2 separate regions of the Sus scrofa genome follow, and region 1 is linked to region 2. Evidence: chromatin contacts called from public Hi-C data. All regions are on one chromosome and are shown on one strand. The core of a region is the stretch at or near the end of the contact, and the rest is flanking DNA. Distances in the headings are between cores, read along the strand shown. Region 1 overlaps LOC102164222 (a long non-coding RNA gene). Region 2 overlaps TEAD1 (TEA domain transcription factor 1).

The links. Hi-C and Micro-C count contacts between places; a contact is called where the count stands out from the background.
Region 1: a Hi-C map of omental adipose tissue shows a contact between it and region 2, with 2.3 times the contacts expected there. The contact joins two enhancer-like sites. A contact is called at or near these places in 1 of 5 promoter capture datasets (liver), 17 of 47 Hi-C or Micro-C datasets (alveolar macrophages, embryonic fibroblasts, epiblast stem cells and 9 more) and 1 of 2 datasets of contacts at active chromatin or transcription factors (skeletal muscle).

Annotation. Positions count from the first base shown.
Region 1 is chr2:46,759,762-46,766,275 of Sscrofa11.1, forward strand. The region is part of intron 4 of LOC102164222 (a long non-coding RNA gene); the gene reads left to right. Among named protein-coding and RNA genes, the nearest start is that of TEAD1, 93 kb to the left of the region's middle. Within about 2 kb of position 2,885, at least 2 of the 83 cell types and tissues checked have an H3K27ac peak or open chromatin away from gene starts, as enhancers often do. A contact at or near this core is called in omental adipose tissue, where this site is marked.
Region 2 is chr2:46,447,581-46,454,638 of Sscrofa11.1, forward strand. TEAD1 (TEA domain transcription factor 1) reads right to left here. Exons shown (of 14, transcript NM_001142669.1): 8 at 6,482-6,528; 9 at 5,549-5,610; 10 at 4,460-4,584. Among named protein-coding and RNA genes, the nearest start is that of RASSF10, 110 kb to the left of the region's middle. Within about 2 kb of position 4,476, at least 4 of the 83 cell types and tissues checked have an H3K27ac peak or open chromatin away from gene starts, as enhancers often do. A contact at or near this core is called in omental adipose tissue, where this site is marked.

The DNA.
Region 1 (6,514 bases), core at 1,635-4,134, 310 kb after region 2:
CCCCTAGCCTGGGAATCTCCATATGCCGCGAAAGCGGCCCAAGAAATAGCAAAAAGAACAAAAATAAATAAATAAATAAAGGGGACCTGAGTTCCTGATACCTCCATGGTTATGTCTTCGCCTGCATCTTGGTCCAGCAATTCTTCACTAACTTTTGGGTTCTTCAGTGACTCTGAGAAGGTTTTAATTTTTTTTAACATATTACTAAATTAAAAATAATACTGTGTACTGACTGATCTCATTTATGTGGTATATTTTGGCAATTAATTCATTCAACAAATATTGGTTGTATACCATTTTAGATGCTAGAGACATAGTGGTGAACAAAACGCAAATCTCTATTTCCAAAAATCTTTTCGTATAAATATATATCATTTATTTTTATTATTTTTAAAATTTTTTTAATTTTTATTTTTTTGTCTTTTTTTGGCCTTTTATTTTAGGGCTGTGCCCATGCCATATGGAGGTTCCCAGGCTAGGGGTCTAATCCGAGCTGTTGCTGCCAGCCTACACCAGAGCCACAGCAATGCCAGATCCGAGCCACATCTGCTACCTACACCACAGCTCATGGCAATGCCAGATCCTTAACCCACTGAGCAAGGCCAGGGATCCAACCTGCATCCTCATGGTTACTAATGGATTCGTCTATGCTGCGCCATGACAGGAACTCCATCATTTATTTTTAACAGTAGCAAAATTATTTTACGTTTAAGGGACATGTATTGTTCTCTCTCAGTTTGAGTCTTGCCTTTTAATTTCCAATAGTGTTTTTCAAACAACAGCTTTTAATTTTGCTTAAATCCAATTTATGATTTTTTTTTCCTTTTATGACTAGTTCTTTTTTGGTGTTTAAGAAAACCTTTGCCTAATAAAATTCATTGAGTAATTAAAAAAAAAAAAAAGAAAAAAAAAAACCTTTGCCTGTTCCAAGGTTGTAAAGATTTTATCATGTTTTCTTCTAGAAGTTTCATGTTTTATCTATACCTTTATATAATCTATCTCTTAAGACTTTGTTTGGTCTGAATCACAGAGATTAGTCCAGAATGGGCAGCCATAGCTCTAACTAGTGCATGAGATACTCTTTACCTTGGGGGTAGTGAATTTTGTGGGGTAAAAGCCAGAGCAGCTGTTGGCTATCTTTGCTGCCTGAGCATGAAACATATGCAGAAGAAGAAAGGAGAGATAAGAGATGGAAAGAGGCAGTTTCCTGAAACATTGTTCAGATACCTGGATCCCACTGGACCTGAAGCTATATCTCCTTGAGCCTTTTAGTTATATGAGCCAGTTAGCCCCGATTTTGGCCTCTGGAAGTTTGAGTTGTGTTTATTTCAACTACAATTGAACTTTAGGTGACTAATGAACAAAATAAGGATGTAGCATAACAGTCTTCTATGAATGGACATTTAAGTTGCTCCAGGTTTTAGCTATTATAAGCCATGCAGCCACCAGGGACTGAGGGGACAAGGAGAATAGAGGAATCTTTTGGATAGAAGGAAGGGCTATGTTTTGAGAGAGATGCAGTAGGTTTCAAAAGAAGAATAAAGTCAGCCCGCATAGCAGCGCCAGGGAGAGGGGGCTGTTTCATCAGACTCTTCATTAGGGGATTGGAGACCTCTGCCCAGGGGCAAAGGAGTGGCCAGGGAGAAACAAGGCTGTTCCAGATGCTTTAGCACCTGTACATGAAGACAGAGACAAAGGCAGAAGGAGAAGCCTACTGCCATTATATTTGTTCCTGAGGTCGGCTCTGATCTGGCCTCTGCTGTGCTCATGATCATGGTCTTAGTTTCAGGCCTCTCCACAGATCTCTTTGTACTCACACACAGCCCTCTGTGGAGGTTACTCACCCTGAAACACAGGGTCTTTCCGTGACCTTGAATATAATCTCAACTATAAATAATCATTTGAATAACTTTAAAGTCTGAAGATAAAATAGATGATGAAGACCTTATAATTATTATTGCTAAGGCTCATTGGAAAAATGAGAGTGTGTACTGGAGATAAAAGTGCTTTAGCATAAACTCTGGAGTCAGAAAGATCTCAACGACTCTACTGGATTAAAACCTTGGGCAAGTGACTTCTTATGCCTCAGTTTCTTAGTCCATAAAATGGGGATAACAAACACTTCCCATATATAATTGATGTGAGGATGATATGAGGTAATTTTTTAGCAGCATGACCCATGAACAGAACCAATGAATGGTAATAGTATTAATAAAAAGGTTCAGAAAAGTACAGACATGTCCAAGGCCCCATAACCAGTGAGAGTCCAGAACAGTCTTGAATCCATGAACCTTGTTCTTCCTACTTCTCTAAACGGCTTCTGAAGTAACTTTTGAAAGGATGCATGGGAAAAACACAGACTAGCTTCTAAGCTGGTGAAGGGAGAGTGCAGAGATAATAGGAGGCTTTCTGATATTTTCCTTTCAGTGTCGGACAGTTTTCCTTTCTCAAATATTCAGCGAATACTGGTCTATTTAGAGTGAGGTCCTTGTAGGCACGGAAAGATTTCCTAGTGCAACAAAGACCTCAGTAGAGTTGCCCAACTTCCCAGCCTCCCGGCCCAGGCTCCCCCTAGCGGCTGCGGCGGGACGTGCACATATCAACTGGGAAAGGAGGCCTTGGGTGCGGGGAGATGTTTGGAAGGGTCACTTCCAAACCCTCCACAGACCGAACGCAGCTGTGATGCAGTGCTTCCTCACGGGAAGGACACTCAGCATTCTGCTCTGGGGATTTCAGGGTCAAGATGTTCAACGGTGGTAGGGAGCAGAGCCGAGGTCCTCCAGGAGGATCTTGGGGAGGACGCGGTGAGGAAGACAAAGCCTTTCATGACCCAGCGAAATCTCCAGTAGCTCTCTCACATCCCTCAGTGCCAGGGTGCTTCACCAACAGGCCGAGGGAACATTCTGGACCCGCCTCTGGGGAATCTGCTCCAGAACGCCTGCCTCCGAGTACCCTGTCTCTGGTAGATTGCAGTGGAAGCCTGTGGTATTTAATATCCAGGACAGCCTAGGAACTAGATTCCTTTATTATCCTTCTCATAGATATGAGGAGACTGCGATTCAGAAACCCTGCTTCTCCTGCCAAGGATCACACACCCATGGAATGGAAAAGTTGGCGCTCAAGTTCAGGGCTGAAAACCTCAAAGCCTGTTTCTTTCCACCAGGCTACCCTGCACTGGACGTGGTAGTTATTTGTTACCTACAGACACCATCAATCATAGAACTGAAGAAAAGCTTGGAATTGCAGCAGAGAGGAAAAGCCTTATTATCCTCAGTTGGACTTTCCCTGCTTCTTACCCATCTTCCTCCCTCAGGATGGTCTGTCCTATAAGCCTTCCTTTTATCTAAGAACCACTGCCAAGCCACAATTTCCTGTGCTTTGTCTCGTTATCCAGGGAAGAGAGTAGTGTCTGCCAGCCTGATCTGTGACTCCGCGCAGTAATTTCTTCTGGACTGTTTGGGTCCAAAGGGCTGGCTAAATATCTCCAAGAAATACCATGGCCTTCTGGTTCCGGAAGTTAAAAACAAGAGAATTAATATTCTTGGAGCACTATGAAGTATCATATATTGAATCGATATGTAAATATCCATATTCATAAATATATTAATGTGTGTGTATCTTTATATACACACCCTTACTCTTCATATATATACTTATTCCTCAACACAACTATTTGATGTAGGTGTCAGTACTCCCACTATATAGATGAGGAAACTGAGGATCTGAGAGGTAGAGTGATCTGTCCAGAGTCACATCTCTGAGGCCCAAGAGCTGAGATTTAAACCCAATTGGTCTGACCACCCATCTGTAATCTATCTCCTTCATCTACTTCCATGCTGTTTTTTTCCTAAGTCAACGCTACTTAGATATAATTAATTTACAATAAAATACCCTGATTTTGAATGTATAGTTTGATGAGTTTTGACAAATGTATGTACCCTTGTAACCACCACCACAATTAAAGTATAAATATTTCCATTATGCTCAAAAGTTCCCTTGTGCCCCTTTGGGGTCAATTCCATCCCCAGCCCAGGTAACCACTACCCTGCTTTCTGTCACCATAGATTAGTTTGGACTTCTCTAGACTTTCATATAAACGGACTCATACAGTATGTACACTTTTGGGTTTGGGCTTTTTTACTTAGCATAATGCTTTTTATTACGCTAAGTAAAAGAGTTATCCATGTTGTTACATATCGATAGCGTTTGCTTCTTTTTATTGCTGAGTAGTATTCCATTGGGTCAGTATACAGTTCATTTATCCACCATTCCTCCTGATAGACATTTGTGTGATTTCCAGTTTTGATCTATTATGGAAAATGCAGCTGTGACCATTGCTGTACACTTCTTTGTTTGACATAAGTTTTTATTTCTCTTGTGTAAATCCTTATGAATAGAATTTCTGTGTTGTGTGCAAAGCGTTTATCTTTTTAAGAAACTGACCAGCAGTTTTTCAAAATGGTACCAGTTTACACTCCCGCCAGCACTTCTGGAGTTTCAGTTGTTTTAAGTTCTTGTCAACATTTTGTCCTCACATGGCAGAAAGGGAGAACTCTGGTCTCTTCAACCCCTTATCAGGACACAAATCCCATTCATGAAGGCTTCAACTTTATGAGCTAATCACACCCCCACCCCCACCCCCATCAAAGGCCCCACCTCCAAATAGCATCACATTGGGGTTAGACTTCAATTTATGAATTTTAGGGAGAGACAAATATTCTGTCCGTAGCGGTGTTTAAGTATAAATTCAGTCTCTTTCATAAGATAAGGTCTATTTTCTATTTCTTCTTGAGGCAGTTTGAGTAAGTTGCAGTCTTTCAGGAAATTTGTCCTTTTCATCTAAGTTATCAAATGTGTTGACATTATGTTGCTCATTATGCTTAAGTCATTGACTCCATTCTCTGCCTTTGAGTTGATTCAGAATTTGTAATTTAGGAGTTCCCGTCGTGGCACAGTGGTTAACGAATCCAACTACGAACCATGAGGTTGTGGGTTTGATCCCCGGCCTTGCTAGGCGGGTTAACGATCCAGTGTTGCCATGAGCTGTGGTGTAGGTCGCAGACACAGCTCGGATCTGGCATGGCTGTGGCTGAGGTGTAGGCTGGTGGCTACAGCTCCATTAGACCCCTAGCCTGGGAACCTCCATATGCCGCGGGAGCAGCCCTTGAAAAGACCAAAAAAAAAAAAAAAAAAAGAATTTGTGATTTATCTGCTTGATCTTTGTAGCCACTTTGTGCAAATATTTCCCCCACTCTTGTTCATTCTGCTATTGTTTTGGAACGTATATTATATTTCCTATTCTAATATAATCTGTTTTGAGAGATTAGATAGATAGAATGATACTTTATTCTTTGCATTCTGCACAGATATTAACATAGTATTCTGCATGTTCTAGGTGCTTAAAATAATTATTAAAATAATAAATATTTTAGTGTGTTTCCAAGCACCAGATGTATATGCATAATGGGGGACAGTGCACATTATAGGGTCGGGCTTCCTCTTTTTCGTCATCAAAAGTTGGCTCAGACATTGTTCATTGTTGTATATTTTCCTTATCTTGTGTGAACTCCTGTTGTCGCACTGCTGTTGTTGCACAATATTTTGAAAGTTACTTTATAGGTGTCTCTCTCCTACCCTAGTCTTAGTTTTTGTGACCCCAGGGCCCCTGTCTAGGCCCTCAGTGCCTAGCACAATGCCTGACACATAGAAATCATTCAATAAATAGTTGTTGGATGAATGAAAGAACAAAAAGGCCCTTTTCTGCCTCTGAAGTCTGGTGAAACATTGAGAACATATGTAACAGTCTGTGTGTTCTCTTGTGCTATATTTCAGAGAATAAACACGCAGGCCTATGGTGTTTTTGAAATGCATTTTAAATGGAAAAACATTCAGCATGTGTTGTAAGTTACTGCTCTCACTCAAAGCAGGGTCCGGAACCAATCAATGTCTAGGACCCAACAGCAAGTGGACAACATGGCCTCTCCTCCCCCACCCTTATCATTTGTCTTGGAAGAAAATAACTGGTTTAAACCAAACTAACCTCTCCCGTCTTTGTTCCCAGAGATGAGGACTGTTTCACAAAGAAAGGAGGGTCTGCCTCTCCACTGCTTCAGAAATACTGCCTTCAGAGCAATTACATAATAGGAAATGCCCCTAAACTCCAGCCAGATCAATTTGTTCCCCCTCCCCAGGACTATTATCACAGTGCCCTTGCCAAAGCTCTCAACAAGTCTTCATAATCTCTTACATGCTTAGTTCTCTGTGGAGTTTTCCAAGCACTTTCCTCCCCATTATCTTTTCTAATCATCACAACAGCTGCTATATGTTCCAGAGGGCACCGAATAAAGGGAAAGAGATCCAGCTCTGGAGCCAGACGGCACTGATTCCATTTCTGCTCTGCCACTAACTGGGGTATGGCAGTGGGCAGATCTCTTCATTGGCTGAGCCTCAGTTTGCTCATTTGTAAGATGGCAATAATAATTCTTACCTCACAGGCTTCTTGTGATGGTTAGAG
Region 2 (7,058 bases), core at 3,226-5,725:
ACGGCACAACCTCTGCCTGGGAAGTCTGAACCAGCAGTTTGCCAGCTACAGAGCAGGATGTGGCTGAGCTGGGGGTGGGGGGTGGGCAGGGTATTGGTGGTACTAGAACCTGACCTGCCTTTGAGGGGGGTAGAGGTTTCCCCACTAGGCTTGATCAGGAAAATCACTTCCCATGCACACACAGGATTCAGCTTACAGCTCACCAATGCTGGGTTTTCATCTTTCTAAAGCAACAGCTGCCCAACTCAGGTCTCCAGGAACTGAGCCCTGATTACAGGAGAGGCTCTTTTAAAAAGCCCACCCTGGGTGGAGGATCTTGCACGCACTTAACACTCAAAGTCCTTTGATGTGCAACACTGAAATCATGTAGAAAGTGTATTTTCAAGCATTACTAACACTTCTAAAATAGGCTTTGTTTTTCAGATCTTCCTTTCTTCACCCTCTGCTGTTTTTCTCTTAGCTTCTAGTGGAGCCAAAGGTAACAGAGGGACTGACTTGCTGGTTCTCCACCAATAACAACAACCACTGACTTGGGGAAATGTCTGGTTTACACAGGATGCAGCAGGGCCAGCAGGGGGCGCTCATCCCCCAGAGTATTCTTCCCTTCATTCCTTAGAGATATGGTGGGCTACAGACTACGAAGAACATATGGACCGTCAGATTTTTATTTTTCATCAGATACATATGGACCAGGTAACCTTCAGTTACAGTTTCAGGATGTGGAGTCAACAGACCTAGATCTGAATCCCATTTCCAAAGTCAGCTGGACATAGCTGCCCAGCTAACACTGGGCAGCTATGTCATAGGGCTGAGTAAGATAATGCAGAGTGTTGGCTAGCACCACTATCGGTTACCTCTACTGGAGGGGTGGCAGAAGCATGGAGAATCCTTACGGTGGCAATGGCGACATGTGGAATCGGAAGAGTGAATTTCAGAATGACTGGGACTAAGAGAGGTGACTAATTGAAATGGGGGAGAAATAACAAAATTATTCAAAGCATTCTGACAAGTCTCAAACGCCAACTTCTCAAATTATTTAATACACGCTTTACTTTACAAACACAAGGTGCTGTTACAATGAACAGGTAAAGGCCCTTGAGGTCAAAGGTCACACTGAAAAAAACTTGTAGTATGTGAATGACTCTCAGACTTCCAACTATAGGACAATTTAAAATTATCTAAAATAAATTCAGCCAGTACATTTAAGCACATTTGGATATACTGTTTTTCAAATTCAACATCAAACATTAAGCATGTTAATTTGATAAAGAAACCAACAGCTTACAGATAACTAATGAGGCTCCTAAACAAACTCAACTTTGGATTCTTCAGATCCTACTCCTCTGTGATGGCTGAGGCTCACTGGAATCATGCGGCCATGGGCAGAGCTCGCAAAAACCAAAGAAAATGCATCAACGAGCTGGGTGCAGTGTGAACTACCTTTCATTGGTGACTTCCTTCATCCTTTTCACAGCCCATGAGGTAGATAACTCTATTTCTTTCTACAGAAGGGGCCTGGTGAGATTGCTATCTCACAGCCAGTCACTGGCTGTGGCCACCTCTGAACCCTTCTCTGCCTGAACTGGCTCCCAAGAGGACACAGGGCACGGAGGCACACTTGGGAGCAACAAAGCCAAGACGAGAACCTAGTTTGCCTAGTCCACCTAGTCCTTGGTCCAGGGTGGCCTCCCCTAGTCCCGGCTACCCTGGAAATTCACTCTCTAGTGGACCACATTTGTTACCACTGTCACCACGGAGGTCACGTATTGGAGTCCCACCTAAAGAGACAAACCTTTTCTTTCATCAGTACAAGGTCAAGTCTAGTTGAACCGTTCAGATCTTAGGTGTAATCCTGAAGGTGCATGAAGCATCTCTCTCTCTGGACTCTCCTCTGAGGACCCGGAGGCCCTGCCTTTCTAGACCATTCACCAGCTTTCCCTCATTGCTTTATAGACATCAGCATCAGCCTCTGGAAAGCTCTTCTCCCTTACTCCTCCCTGGCCCGCATCGATCCTCCACCTCTCAGGGTAGGGGCTACGTCTTTAAAGAAGCCTGCCCAGTCCCAATCATCCAACCATCACTCCCAGCGTCCAGTATCCTTCCTGCCCAGCAGTCACCACGCTTCACAGGGACCTCATGTGTGACAACTGCTTCGTGTGCCTTGTCACCAGACATCACCTTCCACAAAAGCAGCGTCAGCGGTTGTCTGTGCAGCACTGAGCCCTCCCTGGCAGACGGAGCGCCTTCAACATCCATGGACTGAATGATCAACATCCAAGTGCACATAAACAGAATGGACTGAATGAATCTAGCAGTGACTCAGTGTGAAACCCAACTGATACTAACAACAACAAAAAGAGGAACTGGACATTCGGGGCCCTAAAAGGTCCATAAGTGAAGAGGACAGTCATAGGCTGCCACAGGCTTCTCCAATTTAAAAAAAAAAAAAAAATTAACTGTGGTAAAACATTATATTTTGTCTTTAAAAAAAAATTTCTTTTAACGGCAGCACCCTCACGACATGGAGTCCCTGGGCTAGGACTGAATCTGAGCTACAGCTGCAACCTACACCACAGCTGCAGCAATGCTGGATCCTTTAGCCCACTGTGCTGGGCTAGAGATTGAACCCTTGCCCTGCAGTGACCCGAGCTGCTGCAGTCAGCACCAGAGCAGGAACTCCTATATTGAGTATTTTAATAAGGATAACAGCTAACAGCTTGGGATTTTGCTTCCCAGTGTCTTGGAGTCCTATTCCAAGGAAAGAAAGAGATTCCCTCACACAGGAGATACGCAAACTAACACACAATTCAAGAGACCTTCACCACTGGTGGTGGTTTACAGTAGTGAAACGAGTATCCTGAAACAGAGGATCTTGGCTCCTGGTCCTTCTGCTTATTGGCTAAAAATCCTAAGTCATTTTAATGTGTCTGGGCCTCAGTTTCTTTACCTGAAAAATGAGGAAAACAGAAACTACTTCACAAGCAGTTTGAGGGCAAAATGAAATAACCAAGACAAAGTACTCTGAGTTACAGAAAGCAAAAACACTAACGAGGCTAAGGCCCAGCCTTCGGCCAAAGAACCATCTATACTTCTCAGAAAAAAGAAGAATCAGGATGATGGTCTTTCTGCTTGTTTATTTCAGGGCTCCCACAGACAGGTATTTAAGCTCTCCCCATCGCCCTTCTTATAAAGCCACTCAGACACCTGGGTGATCCCGATGGCCTTCTCATCCCTGTTCTCAATGATCTCCTTTTCCTTTACCTGCCTCGACAGCCTAATTCGGGAACAGGCTCTATTCTTCCACCAGCTCCCCGCCTTCACGATTCCCAGACAGAAATGCCAGGGTCTTCGCGTGTCCACACTGGTGATGGCTGATGGAAGTCCCTCTGCCCATGGTATCGCCCCCATCTACCATCAGACACTTCCTCGGATAGCTCACCTCCGGTCATTCGGTACCTGAACTATTTATACACAGTGCACGCATTCATGACACTTTTCGATGGTAGTAGCCTGACAGCGAGGTGGCCACCACCCAGAGAGCATGGCACCTGTGCGCTCTCGGTAGCCCCCGAGATGGGTGGGGTGGGGTGAGGGAGAGAGCATGGAGAGGAGTTCGTGAAGATCCCCAAGACAAACATGATTTCTTCGTTTCTGCCTTGGTGCAAGGCTCACACTCACAGGCAAGGAGTGGGAGTGAGGAAAGGGTCTCGGGCTTGTGGGTGGGGGAGAAGCAAGGCTCACATATGTGGGGGAAACGGTGGGCCTGGCTGAGAAGCTGTGGGATGACAGGCATGAGATGGGGCAGGGGGATGGCAAAGAAGAGAAGAGACAAACAGAATCCAGATTTCGATGTTATCGGTATTTATGGTATTCTAGTGCATAGCATTCTACGTCAAACTGCTAACGTACTATTACTGTGGATTTTCTTTCAGAAAATAACAACTTGCCATCTTGAGAAAAAAAACAGCTTGGAAAAGAAGTATAGCATAACAGCTACATGTTTAGGCCTGAGTTTTAAAGATATGACTTTGAATCTCTAATCCACCAGATATCAACTGTGTCACTATAGGGAAATTACTTAACCTGTCTGTTTCCTCATGCATCAGACAGCACCTACTATTAAGAGGTTTTGTAAAGGTAAAATGTGATTGAAATCGCTTTGCTCAACGCCCGCTACAGGGTAGGGCTCAATAAGCATTACATTTTACCAGTTGCAAGAGCCTGCTAAGGTCCTTCTGTTCAGCTCCAATAATCCCTGGAGTTTGAGGTCCGGAGCCTCCATAACCATTCAGGTCTAAAGTTCTACATCTTTGTCAACAGAAATGTCTTTTTACTTTGTTGAAGGGCTGCTCTGCTATTCTTCTCAGGACTGTTTTCAGGCAGGCTACTCATCAGGCCCAAGGGCAGGGGAAGAGGAGCAAATCTTGGGTTCAAGACACACCTCTCTGAGCACACTCACCGAGTCCGGGTCTCGCTGCTGTTCGAGGAAAGCTGAGAATTCCACCAGGCGAAGTTTGGTTGTGCCAATGGAGCGGCCCTGCCAGGCTGGGACCGAGGGAGCTGGGGCTGACGCTGGCTCAAACCCTGAAAGACCAATCCATCATCACCTTAAACCTGGCTGCTTGCCTCCCCTCGGACCCAGGCTAACCTTGGGGCAGAGCCCTACAAAACAGACGACTCAGAAGGAAAGGCCAATAGGGCCCTCTGCCAGAGTCCAGCAGTGCCAGGCATGGTAGGTTCTGGCCACGGAAACCAGAGGTGTGGCCAGCCAGAGAAGCACAACGCACATGGCTCCCCATAAGGCTGGCCCGGCTCAGGTCAAGGGCCGTGGTATGAGGACACCTAGTCCTCGGCCACGGGGCTTTGCTGGGGACCTCAGCAAGGGTGATGGAAGAGAAGAAGTGGCGGCTGGCAGAGACCTCCTGTGAGACAGGGATGCGCGGGCAGTCCTTGGGCTCGTCCCTCTCCCTTCCAAAGGCTGCAGTCACCAGTGCTGCAGAAGTCCTCTTGGAACATTCCATGGTACTGGAGCAGAGGGCCGCATGTGATTGCACTGCAATCTGGGGGGTCTTTGATGAAGAGAGTCCCACTGAGTCTGTTCACGTGCATGGTAGGAGGCGGGCTGGCCAGGTGTGTGTTTTCTAGTTGGGCTTCCCTGTAAGCATTCCTTTAAAGAACAGTACTAGGAACTGAAATATACTTATCTAAGAAAGGGTGAAAAAGGGGTGAATCTTCCTTCCAGACTGAGATTGCCCATGTGGCCTGTTTATGATGGGGAAGGAACTTTAGCCACTTCCCCTTCTGAGGGTGACCCAGGTCCTGAGTGAAAGTCATCAGGCTTTCTGTTTCTCTAAAACCCATGAGAAGAGCTCCTGGGAGAGGACTGAGAGGAATCAGGGCCTGGGAGGGGACACCCCTATGACTCCCCTGAGCTCTGGGTTCATTCTGCCCTAAGGAGGGTGGTGGGAAGACAGGGGCACCCAAGGCTCTGCAAGTAGGGGGTATGTGTGGCTGTGGGACAGGGCCCAAGGGTCCTACAGAGACTCACCTGGAATGGGGGCCGTGACCGCCGGCTGGATGGGGTAGGCCTGCTGCACGAAGGGCTTGACGCTGGAGATAGGATGGAGAGAGTCAAAAACCACGGAGGAGTGGCAGCTACTTCCCAGGCCTGGCCCTAGCCTTCCAGGGCTGGGGCCTCACCTGGGGTCCTCCCCACTGTAGGGTTTCCTGCCTGCAGGTGATTCACAGCCCAGTAGAGCACTGCCAAGACAGACAGTTACATTGTTGAACTGTGAGGGCACTGGGGACCAAACCACCAAGCCTCATGCCAATTCAATGGGACCAGCTGGACCGGTCAGCCCAACTCCACATGCTGTGATAGGCTACGTATGAACCATTCTTCTCATCCCTGCAGAGACTGAGGTCAAGCGGTCACCATTTCCAGGCAAGGCTGGGGACGTGTCTCAGGCTCTCCTTTTCTAGCTAAATAGCTCCAGTTCTTTTGAGAATACTCAGGCAAGATTTCCATTCAGCTTCTATCCCCAGACAGCCCTTACCTTCCAGCTTACTGAGCTTGCTTCCCTGGCCTACCAGGCATCAGCAGAATTTCCTATGAGCTGCTCCCACCACAGGGAAGGCCGGAATAAAATGGGCTGTAGGATCACCTCTGCTGCCCTCTCTAGAAGGACCCCAGGCTCTACCTCCAAGGCCTTGAAGGGACGGAGACCCTCCACCTGTTGCTAGCTGCATGCCTACTAGTACTTAAGGTGGGAGTGAGGTGTTTACAGATCTCCTGGATTTGCACAGTCTCTTTGCTGCTATTGCCTCAGCAGACAACAGTGGGGGATGACGTTGGTGATCTCAGGTTCAATCTCTTCGCCTCCCAGCCCCCAGGTGGTCTGGGGCCAGAAAACCTCAACCTGGGGTGGGGTGGGCTGTGACCAGCCCCTTGCTGGCAGTGTTGGCCCCTCCTCAGACTTACTCTTGTGAGGATCCAGGCTGCCCTGTTTGTATCATTCCCGGCCAGAACTGGAAGGCAAAAGGCAAAAAGCTTCAGGGTTATGAGTTCACCTCAAAGCACTGTTCAGGACGTCTATGCACTGCAATCCCTGCTAAAGACAGTGGGTTCGGATCATCCACCAGCTGCAAAGTGGCTTTCCCTAAATGCAGATACATTGGCTGCTGTGCACAAGATGGCAACCTACAGCTTGCTTTAGCTCATCTGCTGGAAAACCTCCTTGAGGGTAGGGACCAGGCGGCAGCTTTTCAGTGTTCTTCTAACTTCCAAAAGAAATCTGGGTGCATGGCAGAGGAAACCTGGAAACACTCATCTTTCTCTTCCTCCCTCCATTCTGAAAAGCTTCCTGTCTGTCACTCTGCCTCCACAGCTCAAAGCATGGGGAGAGGACAAGGCTCTGTTCTGCCCAGGAGCTCTGGACAGCAACACAGACACCTCTTAGGCTGCGAGCTTTCCTGAGGCTTTTGGTGCCTGCTGCCTGCCTGCTGAAAAGGCAATATGATATAAAGGGAGCCAGGCAGCCCTGGCATGGCTATCCATG